3 separate regions of the Muntiacus reevesi genome follow, and all the other regions are linked to region 1. The links are chromatin contacts, called in public Hi-C maps. All regions are on one chromosome and are shown on one strand. Each heading gives the region's core, a stretch centred on a gene start, on an enhancer-like site or on the middle of the called end of the contact. The rest is flanking DNA. Distances are from core to core; before and after follow the strand shown.

The links. A called contact is a pair of places that touch in the nucleus more often than the background predicts.
Region 2: a contact with region 1 is called in a Hi-C map of blood, with 3 times the contacts expected there. The contact joins the promoter of GMFG here to the promoter of PAK4 in region 1. A contact is called at or near these places in 2 of 3 Hi-C or Micro-C datasets (blood and muscle).
Region 3: a Hi-C map of muscle shows a contact between it and region 1, with 6 times the contacts expected there. The contact joins the promoter of PLEKHG2 here to the promoter of PAK4 in region 1. A contact is called at or near these places in 2 of 3 Hi-C or Micro-C datasets (blood and muscle).

What each region holds. Positions count from the first base shown.
Region 1 is chr2:260,790,755-260,794,844 of mMunRee1.1, forward strand. PAK4 (p21 (RAC1) activated kinase 4) reads left to right here and starts at 1,484. Exons shown (of 9, transcript XM_065926063.1): 1 at 1,484-1,643. The coding sequence starts at 1,512.
Region 2 is chr2:260,977,139-260,980,974 of mMunRee1.1, forward strand. It overlaps GMFG (glia maturation factor gamma), which reads right to left and starts at 1,365. Exons shown (of 7, transcript XM_065920585.1): 1 at 1,242-1,365; 2 at 757-853; 3 at 612-661; 4 at 135-184. The coding sequence starts at 1,244.
Region 3 is chr2:261,040,176-261,044,020 of mMunRee1.1, forward strand. PLEKHG2 (pleckstrin homology and RhoGEF domain containing G2) reads left to right here and starts at 2,534. Exons shown (of 19, transcript XM_065926083.1): 1 at 2,534-3,428. It overlaps TRNAI-UAU (transfer RNA isoleucine (anticodon UAU)), which reads right to left and starts at 2,226; the gene lies at 2,134-2,226.

The DNA of each region.
Region 1 (4,090 bases), core at 234-2,733:
GTAGCATGAGAGAGGAGTGTTTGTTGCATTAGTCAGGGTGGGCTGGGACAGTTCCCCTGATAAGGTGACATTTGAGTAAACCTTGAAAGAGTGAAGGGAGGAAGAAGCCATGAGGGTACCTGTGTTAAGTGTTAATGTGTTAGTTGCTCAGTCCTGTCCAACTCTTTGCAACCCCATGAATTGTAGCCTGCCAGGCTTCTCAGTCCATGCAATTCTCCAGGAAAGAATATTGGAGTAGGTTGCCATTTCCTCCTCCAGGGGATCTTCCTGACCCAGGGATCGAACCCAGGTCTCCTTCATTGTAGGCAGATTCTTTACTGTCTCAGACACCAGGCAATCCCAAATGAATATGGGATCTTCCCAACCTAGGGATTGAAACCATGTCTCTCATGTCTTCTGTGCTGGCAGGAAGGTTCTTTACCATTGGTGCCGCCTGGGAAGCCCCATATGCATTGAGTGCTTACTAAATTCCAGGTACCAGCAAGCACCTTGCATGCATTATCATATTGATTTCCCCCATTTTGAAATGAGGGTACCTGGGGGAAGTCTATTCCAGAAAAAAGGAATAATCAATGTAATGACCTTGAAGTGGGAGAGCACCTGAGTTTTTTGTGGGGAGGGGGAAGGGCAAACCCACTGACTGGGCTTCCCTGGTGGCTTAGACGACAAAGAAACTGCCTGCAGTGCTCGAGACCCGGGTTCGATCGCTGGGTTGGGAAGATCCCCTGGAGAAGGGACTGGCAACCCACTCCATTATTCTTGTTGGAGAATTCCATGGACAGAGAAGCCTGGCGGGCTACATTCTATGAGCCGCAGAGTCGGACACAACTGAGAGACTAACACACACACAAACTCATTGCTAGAACCAATGAGTGAAATCACAGAAAAAGATGTCCGAGTTTAGTTTACGGGTTTTGTTTTGTTTTTTAACAAATGCCTGCTAAAAACAAACAAAAAACTTACCAAAAAGATTTAGGTAACAGTGTCTTGGTTCAGGGTGAAGTTCTCGGGCTCAGACTGACAGACATCGTTCAAAACTCATTATTTACTTTCTGTGATCCCCAAGCAGCTAGTTATGCCCCCTCTAAACTTCAATTTATCTGTAAAATGGGCGTTAATATACAATACGGTTGTACTGAGCATTCAGCAAGAAATTTCACTTGGCGGGGTGTCTGACACATAGTACATGCTTCAGAGCCGTTTCTGGCCATCATTACCCACTACTGGCTTCCACTCCCTAATTCCTTTGGGTGGAAGGTGGGATGCAGTTACAAGAGAATAGTCATTTTCCCCTTTAAGAATCCAAGTGGGCTTGGAGCCAGCTTTCCAAATTTTCCAATCCCGGCTTGGCATTTTCCGCCCGAAGGTCTCCGATTGGACAACATGCACCAATCAGAGGCTGGAGCGGGCGCTGCCAGGCGTCCAGCTCCGCCCCTGAGCCGGCCCTGCCCCCTGCCGGGTCAGCCCCGTTGCTATGGGGACTGGTGGGCGGCGAGGGGGGAAAGCCCCGGATGTTCGTTGGGGATTCAACATGGCGGCGGCAGTGGCCGTGGCGGCGGCGGCGCCAGAGAGCTGAGGGCAGCGGGAGGGCGCCGAGTTCCGGGCCGAGCGGCCAGGCCGCGAGCGACTGCGGTGCCGAGCCGGTAGGATAAGCTGTCTGGCCATGGGGTTGGTGTGCGCTGGGCAGTGCGGTGGGAGAGCGTTTACGCGAGTAGGGGGCGGGGCCGCTGGGGTCAAAGTTCACTCGTGGAGGGAAGGGTCGCGTCCAGGGGGTCGCGGGTCAACGCTGAGCGGGAGGGAGTTATAGAGGAGGTCAGAGGTCAAACGAAGGGGGCGTGGCGAGGGGGGCGCAAAATTCAAAGTTTGAAGCGGGAGCTCGTTGGAGGGGCACGGGGTGAATGTCAAAAAGGAGAGGGTCAAAATTAATAATTTGATAGGAGGATGTGCCCACGAGGGTCAGAGGTCACAGCCATGGGGGCCGCGGATTGGAGATTTAAGGCAGCAGCCAGTGAAGCAAATGAATGAGATTTGGCTTGGGGGGCATCTTTATATGGAATCAGCGGTGGAACGTGACCAAATTGGAGAAAAATCACAGATGATGGTCCCAAGGGTCAAAAGTTAAAACCCAAATGGGGCATATTGCTGGAGGGGAGGGATAGGACACTCAAGAAAGAGGTCAAGGTGCTTTCTGATGGGGGAGAAGTAACCCCCCCACCCCCCCCACCCCAGATAATGAAAAGAATAGCAAACACTCATAAAGCACTTACTGTGTGTCAGGCCCTGTTCTGAACGTTTTCCATGTATTTAATCCTGACCACAACCTTTTGGGCTTGGTGCCATTATTAAGAGGCTTAGTGTTTTGCCCAGGGCCGCCTAATGAGTTAGTTTTGCAGCTGAGATTTGAACTCTGGAGTCCTGGGCTCAGAGTTCTATGCTCTACTGACTCTCAAATACTCATTATGTTGGTTAATACTTAATGAGTGCTGAGGCTGTACTCAGCACCCTGTGGGCCTAGTCTTACTATAGCACAATCTAGATAGACCCACTCTACAGCCAGGAGAATGAGGCACAGAGAGCTTCTGCTAAGTAATGAAGGAAGATTCCCTGCTGGATCTGAATAATTCCAGAGCTCCGGCCTCCGGTCGCCACACTGTAAACTGCCGGCGGTCTGTTCCTGGAAGTAGGGAGCTGGGCAAGGCTTGGCCACTCCTTGGGCAGGAATAGATTGTCTCTTTGGCCTCCATGGAAGGGTGTGATCTGGGAGGAGAGGTTCCCCTGGGCCTATGGGAAGCGGTGTTTATGGGTGGCCCAGAGCCCAAGTGAATCTGGCAGGCTCCTGGCTAGGGAGGGTGTCCTTGGGTGGTACTCTGTACAAAGTTGGGTGTTCTCTGTACTTAAAACCGCAACCTCTCATCATGGTCCTCAGTCGCTCCCACCTCTTTTTCTGCTGCTCTCCCCATCCCTCCGGGAGGTCCAACCACACTGGCCTGTTTGCTGTTCTTCAGCTCTGTAGGCTAATGCCTGTCTCCAGGTCTTTGACCTTCCTGTTCCCTCTGCCTGGAACCCCTTCTCTGCTCTATACCCTCTCACTCACCAGACGCTCACAGCTTGACCGGGACCACCCTGCCCCCAGACACTCTTTATCTCACTGTTGTTCTCTGCCAGCCCTTCCCTCTGTCCTTAACTTATTTATCAGAGCTCAGTTGATCTGCCTCCTGCTAGAAGGTGGGCCCCTCACAGGCAGGAATTTTCCCCTGTTCTTTCCCTGAATTCCCCCAGGGTTGGTGGCAATTGAATGTTAGGCATGGTGCTGGGTCTGCAGCAGTGAATGGGACAGCGGGGATCCCCTGGCTCCCAGGGGCCCTCAGTGTCCCTTGGTGGAAGTGGACTGGGACCAGACCCTTAGCCAGTGAGACATGGCTACATCTCGCCCAGGGTAATGTGGCCTGCGAAAACATGCTCGGGGATGAGGAAAATGCCCCACCTCTGGGCCCCAGCCTGGGCCGGAGACTTGGAAAGTCCCCTGGGCAAGCTCTGAAGGATGGGTAGGAAGAATGGGAAAGGCTGTGCCAAGCAGACGGAGAGGCGTGAGTGGAGGTCAGGGGTGCAGAATTGGGGGCTTGTGGGCAGCATGGCGCCTGAGTGAGACCCCGAGGGTTCCCGGCTCGGAGCGGGGCTGGCAGTGAAGCAGAGGTGGGTGAGTGGCTGCCCCGTGTGTGTGGAGCTCCCAGGCAGTCCTGGGGAGCGGTTCAGAGAGGGGATGCTGGGACAAGGATGCCTGGCTCACACCCAGCTGCATCACTTACAGGCTGTGTGATCATGGGCAAGTCGCTTAACTTTTCTGGGCCTCAATTTCCCCCTGTGCAAAATGGGCATAATGATAGTGGCTACCTCAGACCTGCTGTGAGGATGTGGCGCATAAAGAGCCTGGCCCAAGGCCTGGCACATGGTAGGTGTTGTGTCAGCACTAGTCTTCAGGCTATTGCTGCTACTGCTGCCTGGGGAGGGCCTCAGAGGTGGTGGTCAGGCCCTCTCCACCTGCCTCCTGGCTTGCTCTGGCAGGGGCACCGGGTGGGCGCGTGGCCAGGGA
Region 2 (3,836 bases), core at 115-2,614, 190 kb after region 1:
GTATACAAACCAAAAGTCCTGTGATAGGAACTCAAAGACATAATTTCAAAGTCCATGAATAAGACTGAACCCCAAGTAGTCCCTCAGCCTGCATCCCTCCATGGCCTGACCTTCCCTTCCTTGCCCCAGGATACCTGGGCTGTCTCTCAGGCAACTCCATTTTTAGTTCCTCTGGAGAAATATTCTGTGAGGGGTGGGGGGAGGAGAGGAAAAAAAAAAAGACTGCCATTAAACAAACATATACTGTGTCAAGGCACTCATCCAAGAAACACATGGATTATTAGTCTATTGACCTCTCCCCAAACCCAAAGGGGTAGGTCCTGTTATTACCCCCATTTTACAGGTGAACAAACTGAGGCCCAGAGGTGTTAAGACACTTGCTTTTTTCTAAGCAGACTACAAGGATTAAATCACTGCATTCACAGACAACCCGCAGAGGTGAGGACTGTTGTCACCATTTCACAGATGAGAGGCCTATACAGGCAGAGTTTCTCGCCTAGAGTCACAGCTAAGCTGGAACTTGACTTCCTGGTTTTTCTGGCTCCCCACCCCAGGCTCTTAGCCTCAGTCACAGCCCTCTGGGTCTCCCAGTCCCACCCCCAACCCCTCACCTGAAATTCTTCCTCCAGCACCACCATCTGCCGGTCTCTGTCCACCTTCACTGAGGAGGGAGGGCATGGGTGGGTTAGCCGCCCCTCCCATCTGTCCCTATGCTCCCCCCACCCCCCATCCGTCGGGAGGGAAGAAGACACTCACTTATTATGGCTGCATTGTCCGTTTCTTTTCGGAAGCGGAATTTCCTCAGCTTTTCCTGTAGCTCGGGGTCCACCTCACACACCACCAGGGAGTCGGACTGCCAGAGGAGCCCAGTTAAGAGCTGAGTCGCCTGGCCTCAGCCCTGCCCCGTTCCCCAAACCTCAGTTTCTCCATCCACTAATAACGAGGCGAGGCCCACAGCCCATAGACTGCCTGTGTAAACACTGGGGAAAGGCACCCTTTCCTCTGAGCGGATGCTGCCCCTGGATGAGCAGGGTCTGGACTGGGGAGCCCTCTCGGCAGGTGCCCCTGGGCAGCGCCCAGGGAGGCTCGGGGATCTGCTCGCCTGGGGCTAAACCCGGAACCGCCATCTCTCTTTCCCCGGCCTTGACCTCCCATCCACAGCCTGACCTTCACCCCGGCCTCCTCCCAGCCCCAGTCCCACTCCAGCCCCTAGGCCTTCCCATACGACCCTGGCCCCCGACCATGACTTTACGGTCCAGGGGCCTCTTCTTTCCTTGGTTCCGCTGTCTTCTAGGGGTGGGGACCACAGCTACAGGGGCGGGGTGTGGGGTAGGGGAAAAGTTTCATCCAACACCACATCCTGTTTATGCCCATTCTGAGACAACTGTCACAGATGGCTCCTCCCTCTCCTTCCTTCCCCTCATCTGTTGGGACCTCCCAGGCTTTACAGTCACCCAGACTGGGGTTCAAGTGCTTCCTGACTGTGTGGCTCTAGCTAAGTAACTTCACCCCTCTGATTCAGGATGGTTATGAGGATAAAATAACTTCACATATCTCCCAGCAAGGTGGCCAACACCCAATACACCATAGGTAGTGATGAGCTCTTTTTTTTTTTAATTTTTATTGGAGTATAGCTAATTTACAATGTTGTGTTAGTTTCAGGTGTAAAGCAAAGTGAGTCAATCAACTATACATATTTGCACTCTTTTTTAGATTATTTTCCAAAGTAGGTCATTACGGAGTATCAGGTGGAGTTCACTGTGCTATATAGTAGGTTATTATTAGTTATCTATTTTATATACAGTAGTATATACATGTCAATCCTGATATCCCAATTTGTCACTCTCCCCCTTTCCTTCCTGGTAACCATAAGTTTTCTACATTTGTGACTCTTTTTCTATTTTGTAAATAAGTTCATTTGTAACTTTTTTTATATTCCACATACAGCAACATTATATAATATTTGCCTTTCTTTGTCTGACTTTATTCAGTATAAAAATCTCAGGGACGGTCCATCTGTGTCATTGCAAATGGCATTTTTCACTCTTCTTTATGGCTGCATAATATTCCATTGTGTATATTGATATGTAACACATCTTTTTTGGAGTGTACCACATTTTCTTTATCCACTCCTCTGTTGATGGACATTTAGGTTGTGTCCATTTTTTGGCTATTGTAAACAATGCTGTGTGTACCTTTTCAAATTATTGTTTTCTCCAGCTATATGCCTAAGAGTGGGATTGCTAGATCATGTGGTTGTTCTATATTTAGTTTTTTAAGGAATCTCCATACTGTTTTCCATAGAGACTGTACCAATTTACATCCCATCAATAGTGCAGAAGGGTTTCCCTTTCTCCACACCCTCTGGCATTTTTTTGTTTGCAGACTTTTTTGATGATGAAATAAGCTCTTTAACTGTTCCTCCAGGAATCCTTCCTGGATTCCACTACCCCCTAATCTGGAATATTTTAACTCCAGAGCTAAAAGGGGGAATTTAGAAATGTTTGCTGATCAAACTGCAACTTATTAGGTTGATGGGGAAATGGAGGAGAAAGAGGAAACTCACCAGCGCTCAGGTAATGGTGTATTTTTTTTCTGCAGTTATTCAACCTCATGGGCCTTATAATGGGCACTACAACAATGGTGTTTAATACTATCAAACCAGTACCTCCTTTATTATGAAGAGCATTTTGTATTGTCCCCCCCAGTTCACATCCTGGAATGAAATTCCTAGATAAGGCAACCTATTTATACACATAAATTCTCCCTAAAATCAATATAATGTCCTAACTATCATATAAAGTAGAAATAAAAGGGAAGTAATTTATGAGAACCCCCTCTGGATTTCTATGAAAAAATACACACAAACGATAGAGCATGTTCAGAGGACCTAGCTTCACAATGTCTGGCCCGCTGTGCTGAGTTCCCTCGCATAGCAGTACGCAGATCCCACCCTCTCTAACCTCCTCAAGGGCGACACTGCAGCTACCCTTCTTCTCCCTGTATCACCAATATCCTTATCTCTACTGGATCTTTCCCTTTGGCCTACACACCATGGTATATCTTAAAAACTAAAAACCCTGGGACTTTTCTGGTGGTCCAGTGGTTGAGAATCCACTGCAAAATCCCTGCTTCCATTGCAGGGGACACAGGTTTAAACCCTGGTCAGGGAAGTAGGATCCTGCATTCCACATGTTTCAGCCAAAAATAAATAAATAAAATTTAATATTAACCTATAAACTTTATCTCTCCTGCCTATTCATTTCCTTCCCTTTTCAGCAAGACTTTTTGAAAGAATTGTCCACACTCGCTGCCTCCAATATCTCCTCCTAATTTGCTCTTCAACTCTCTCCCAGCAGGCTCACTCCTGTCTCTCTCCATTGACAAGGATGGCCAACGACCACCGTCAGAGGGCCACCAAGGAGCTTTGTGGCGCTGGACCAAACAGTCAATTCTTAATCTTCATCTGCCATGCCCTGTCAGCTGCATCTGATATCACCCATCACTCCTGTGCCCAAAACACTTTCTTCACTTGACTTCTGGAACACCACCCCAGCCTGGATTTCCTCTGGCTCTTCTGGCTGCTCCTTCTCAGTTCCTTTCTTAAAATTTTATAGAAGCATAGTTGACTTACAATGTGTTAATTTCTACTGTATAGTAAGGTGATTCAGCTAAAGATATACATACAGTCTTTTTCATTTTTTGGCTGCACCATGAGGCTTGTGGGATAAAAGTGCCCAGACCAGGAATTGAACCTGTGGCCTTGGCAGTGAAAATGCGAAGTCCTAACCACTGAACCACCAAGGAAGTCCCTCATATTCTTTTCCATTACGGTT
Region 3 (3,845 bases), core at 1,284-3,783, 250 kb after region 1:
GCGGGGTGGGAGTCGCGATCGCCAGGGCAGGGAGGGTGGTTTTCGGTCGGGGCGGGGCTCCCGGGGAGGGCCGCGTCCTCGGACCTTACAAGGCAAGAGGCGGCGGGAACCACCCGGGGGCGGAGAAGCCCGGCGCCCGGAGCCCGGAAGCTGCCCAGCGTCAGCGCCTGCGCCCCGCCCCCTTCCGCCGCGGCCGCCTCCCCCTTCGACCCCTGTTCCTCTCCTTACCCCTGGTTTTCCTCTACCCCATCTTCCCTCTCCTCTCCCCACCTCACCCCTCCTCCCCTCTTTCAGTTCCTCCTCGCCAGACCCTCCCGCGCCACCCTTCCCCTCCCCTACTTCCCCCACCCTCTCCAGTTCTTCCCCTCCCCCCAGCACTTCTCGCCCCTTCCTCTTTTTACTTTCCTTTCCTTCTTGCCCCCATCCTCCGTCCTCTATCCCCTGTTCTCTTTCCTTCCAATTCCCTCCCCCTTCTCGCTCCCTTTCCTTTCCTCTCCACCCCTCCCTCCCTGCCCACACCCTTCGTCCCCTTGGTTCCATCTCCCTCCTCACCCCATTTCTGCCCTACCCCATTCCCTCCTAGAGTGCTGTCTCTTCCCCTCCCACCCTCATGCCTCCTTGACCTCTCACTCCGTGGCCCTCTCCCCTAGCCCACTGGTGGGCCCTAACCTTTGATCTCCTCTCCCATGAAGCCCTCCCATCCCCGCGCTCCGTTTTGGGAAAGGGCTGGGGAAAGAGAGAGACAGAAACCTAGAAATGTTGGAGAGGAAGCGCAAGCAAGCTACGCGGATACATACAGACACTGAAAGAACAAGAAGTAACACAAAGGGTCCTTCCCTTTGCAAAAAAACAGATACTCTGCCCCTTGGAAACAAACAATACACCCTTGTTTGAGAAAACAGCACCTGCCACCAGCTACCAGTGCAGAGAGCCGGTCCTCTTGACTTTTTCCCCCTCAAACCCACAATCCAAACCAACAGCAACCCTGTCTGATTCACTTTCTAAAGAGATGTTACAGCCCAGCCTCCTGACTCCTCTCTGGCCCCACCTGCCCTTACCTTCAGTCTCTTACCACATCCCCCACTAGACAACCAAAAGGAAACTATCATGACACCTCAGTCAGATCACATTAATGCCAAAGTCCTAAGTCCTCAACCGCCTACACAGCCTGGCTCTCCTCTTGGTCACTCTTGCTCTAGTCCTTATGACTGCTGCTGGTACACCTCAGCCACAGGGCCTTTGCACTGGCTGTTTCCGTTGTACTCCCCGAAGTATCCCAATAGCTTGCTCCCCTTCTCCAGGTCTCTGCTCAAATGTTTTCCCAGAGATGGCCCCTGACTACTTTTATTGCAACCCCCTTCCTCCCTACCTTGCTCTGCTTTTTCCATGATGTTTTTTACCCCCTCCTAACATATAAAATCACTTAGATCTTATGTTTATAGCAATCTGCCCCCCCCCCAACCCTTCACATTCGAGTGTCAAATCCTCAGAGGCAGGGACTTTGTCTTGTTCACTGCTGTATCACTCACATCGAAACCCCAAACAGGAATCAGTCACATAGTGATCACAAGCTTCAGAATTTGTTGAAAAAAAATAATCGATTCAGAAAGGAGGAGAGAGCGAGAACTCCAACACACACACACCCACACACACACGATAGTAACTGTGAGGTAAATAATGTTAATTAAATGTAATTATTTCACAATTTACATATCTAAAATTATATCTAAATTTATCTAAAATTATCTTGTTCACCTTGAACTAACAGCGAGTATATCGCAATAAAACTGGAAGAAGAAACTCCAAGATAGAAAAAGATGGACAGAGACAGAGTCACTTACATAGTTTGCTGAGGACCTGACACTGCCTGACATATCTACAAAATTCTTTAACTGAGATTTAGACTCAAATTCCCATACATCTAAGAGGCAACACCACCCCCTGGTGACGAAGAGGAAAACTGCACCTCCCCACAATAGAAAAACACTCCCTAACCGATCGTCGCCAGATCCCAGGACTCTTTCCAGCCTAAAAATTCCGACGATCGAAATGTTTATTCTTTTAAGTGACGTAATGTTTCGGTTGATTAATAAGATGTATAAATGTGTAACCTATAAGAGAAAAATTAAAAGCTGCTCCAGGTGAGGATCGAACTCACAACCTCGGCATCGCTCCGCTCGCACTGCCATATAAGTACCGCGCGCTAACCGATTGCGCCACTGGAGCTTCGACCGCACCCCTGCGCCGCGGCGTCCTTCAGTCATTCCTGGCCACGTGACCTTGCAGGCTAGCTCCGCCCCTACTTTGCATATATAAATAGGAATCTTGGGATTGGCCGATAGGAGAAAGTGCGTTACCAGTTCCGGCTTCTCACGCCTGGAAGGCTCTTGCTGTAAAAGGGAAAAGTCTGAGAGGCTTCTGGTATGTGGGGGTGTAGCCTGTCCGGGACCGCCTTCTCATCAATATTCAGAACCCAGAGAGGAGGGGTCTTAACCCTTTGCGGGCTGGCCGGCCGGAAGGCGGCCCCTCCCCCCTGCGGGCGGGAACAGGATATGAGCCCGGGCGGGGCGGGGGGGGAGGGGAAGCCCCAGGCGACCGCCCCCCGCCCCACCACTGGGACCGGACTCTCCAGACACAGAGGTGGCGCCGCCGCCGCCGCCAGATCCCGGTGCCATCCATCCTGAAGCCTGAGGGGTCTACAGTTGCAGACTCCAGCCGTCCGAAATTCTGCACCGCGGCCTGAGAGACCTCGAAACCCAGGCCCCAGCGTCCAGGCAGGCCAGAGGACCCCAGATACTCAGGTGCCCAGCGCCCCCTCCTGGAGGAGGAGCCAGGAGTCCGGGACATCAGCCCCGCGCGACCCTGGAGGCCGAGCTTCCTGCAACCGGTTTCGAAGAACTTAGGATCTCAGACCGGAGATTCCCTCCAGAGTTTTTCTCAGAAAGCTGAGCCCAAGACTCCCGGGACTGGAGGAACGTGGGATACGGACTCCCAGAGCTCCATCCAGCCAGTTTGGGGCTGAAGCGCCCAGTACTTAAAGAGGACCCTGGAATTTGGGACTCACTGCGCTACCGTCTGGAAATAGTTTAACCCCTGCTTTTAGAGTTAGGGAACTCAGGAATCCAGCCCTCCCCCCACCCCACGACCCTGTCTAGAAGACTCAGGAATTTGGGTTCCCAGCACCCCCATCTGAGACTCGAGCGTCGAGGCTCCCAGCATCTTCCGTTTAGAGGACGAAAGAAATCTGAACCACTGCGCCCGGTTTTCCGAGAGACCCCGGATTCTGGTTCCCGGAGCCGGAGAGCCCGAAGTTCACACCCCTGACTTGCAGAGACCCGAGAGTGCCTGCTCTGCGCCTCCCCGGGGACCGTGCTAGGGTCAAATAGGAACCGGGCTGCCTCGGTTCGGGGCTGGAGACTCCCGGGGAGGTGAGGGGGGAGGCGAGGGGCCCCGAAGGGCTGGGGGAGGGGGCGGCGCCGCAGCCGCTGAACAATGAGGGGGCGTGCCGGCGGGGGGCGAGCGGAGGCGCCGGCGGGAGTTGGGGGCTAGAGGGCTGTGGGGAGGCGCTGCGGTGGTGGGGACAGTGAGCGGATCTCAGAGGGACTTGACTGGAAGGGGTCGAGGACTCAGGGCCAGCGCCCCGACTCGCAGCGCTCCGTGGGGGAGGAAGCCGTCTGCAGGACCCTGGCATCCGGTCCCCCAGCCTCCTCCGCCCTCCCCTGGGACCCCGCGGCCTCCCGCCCACGGCTTTTTCCCAGCCCTGCCCCTCGCCCTCGGCTCCAACCGGAGCCCAGACGTTCCCAGGATCCCTGAGCCTCCGGCCCCAGACACACCAGACTCACAGC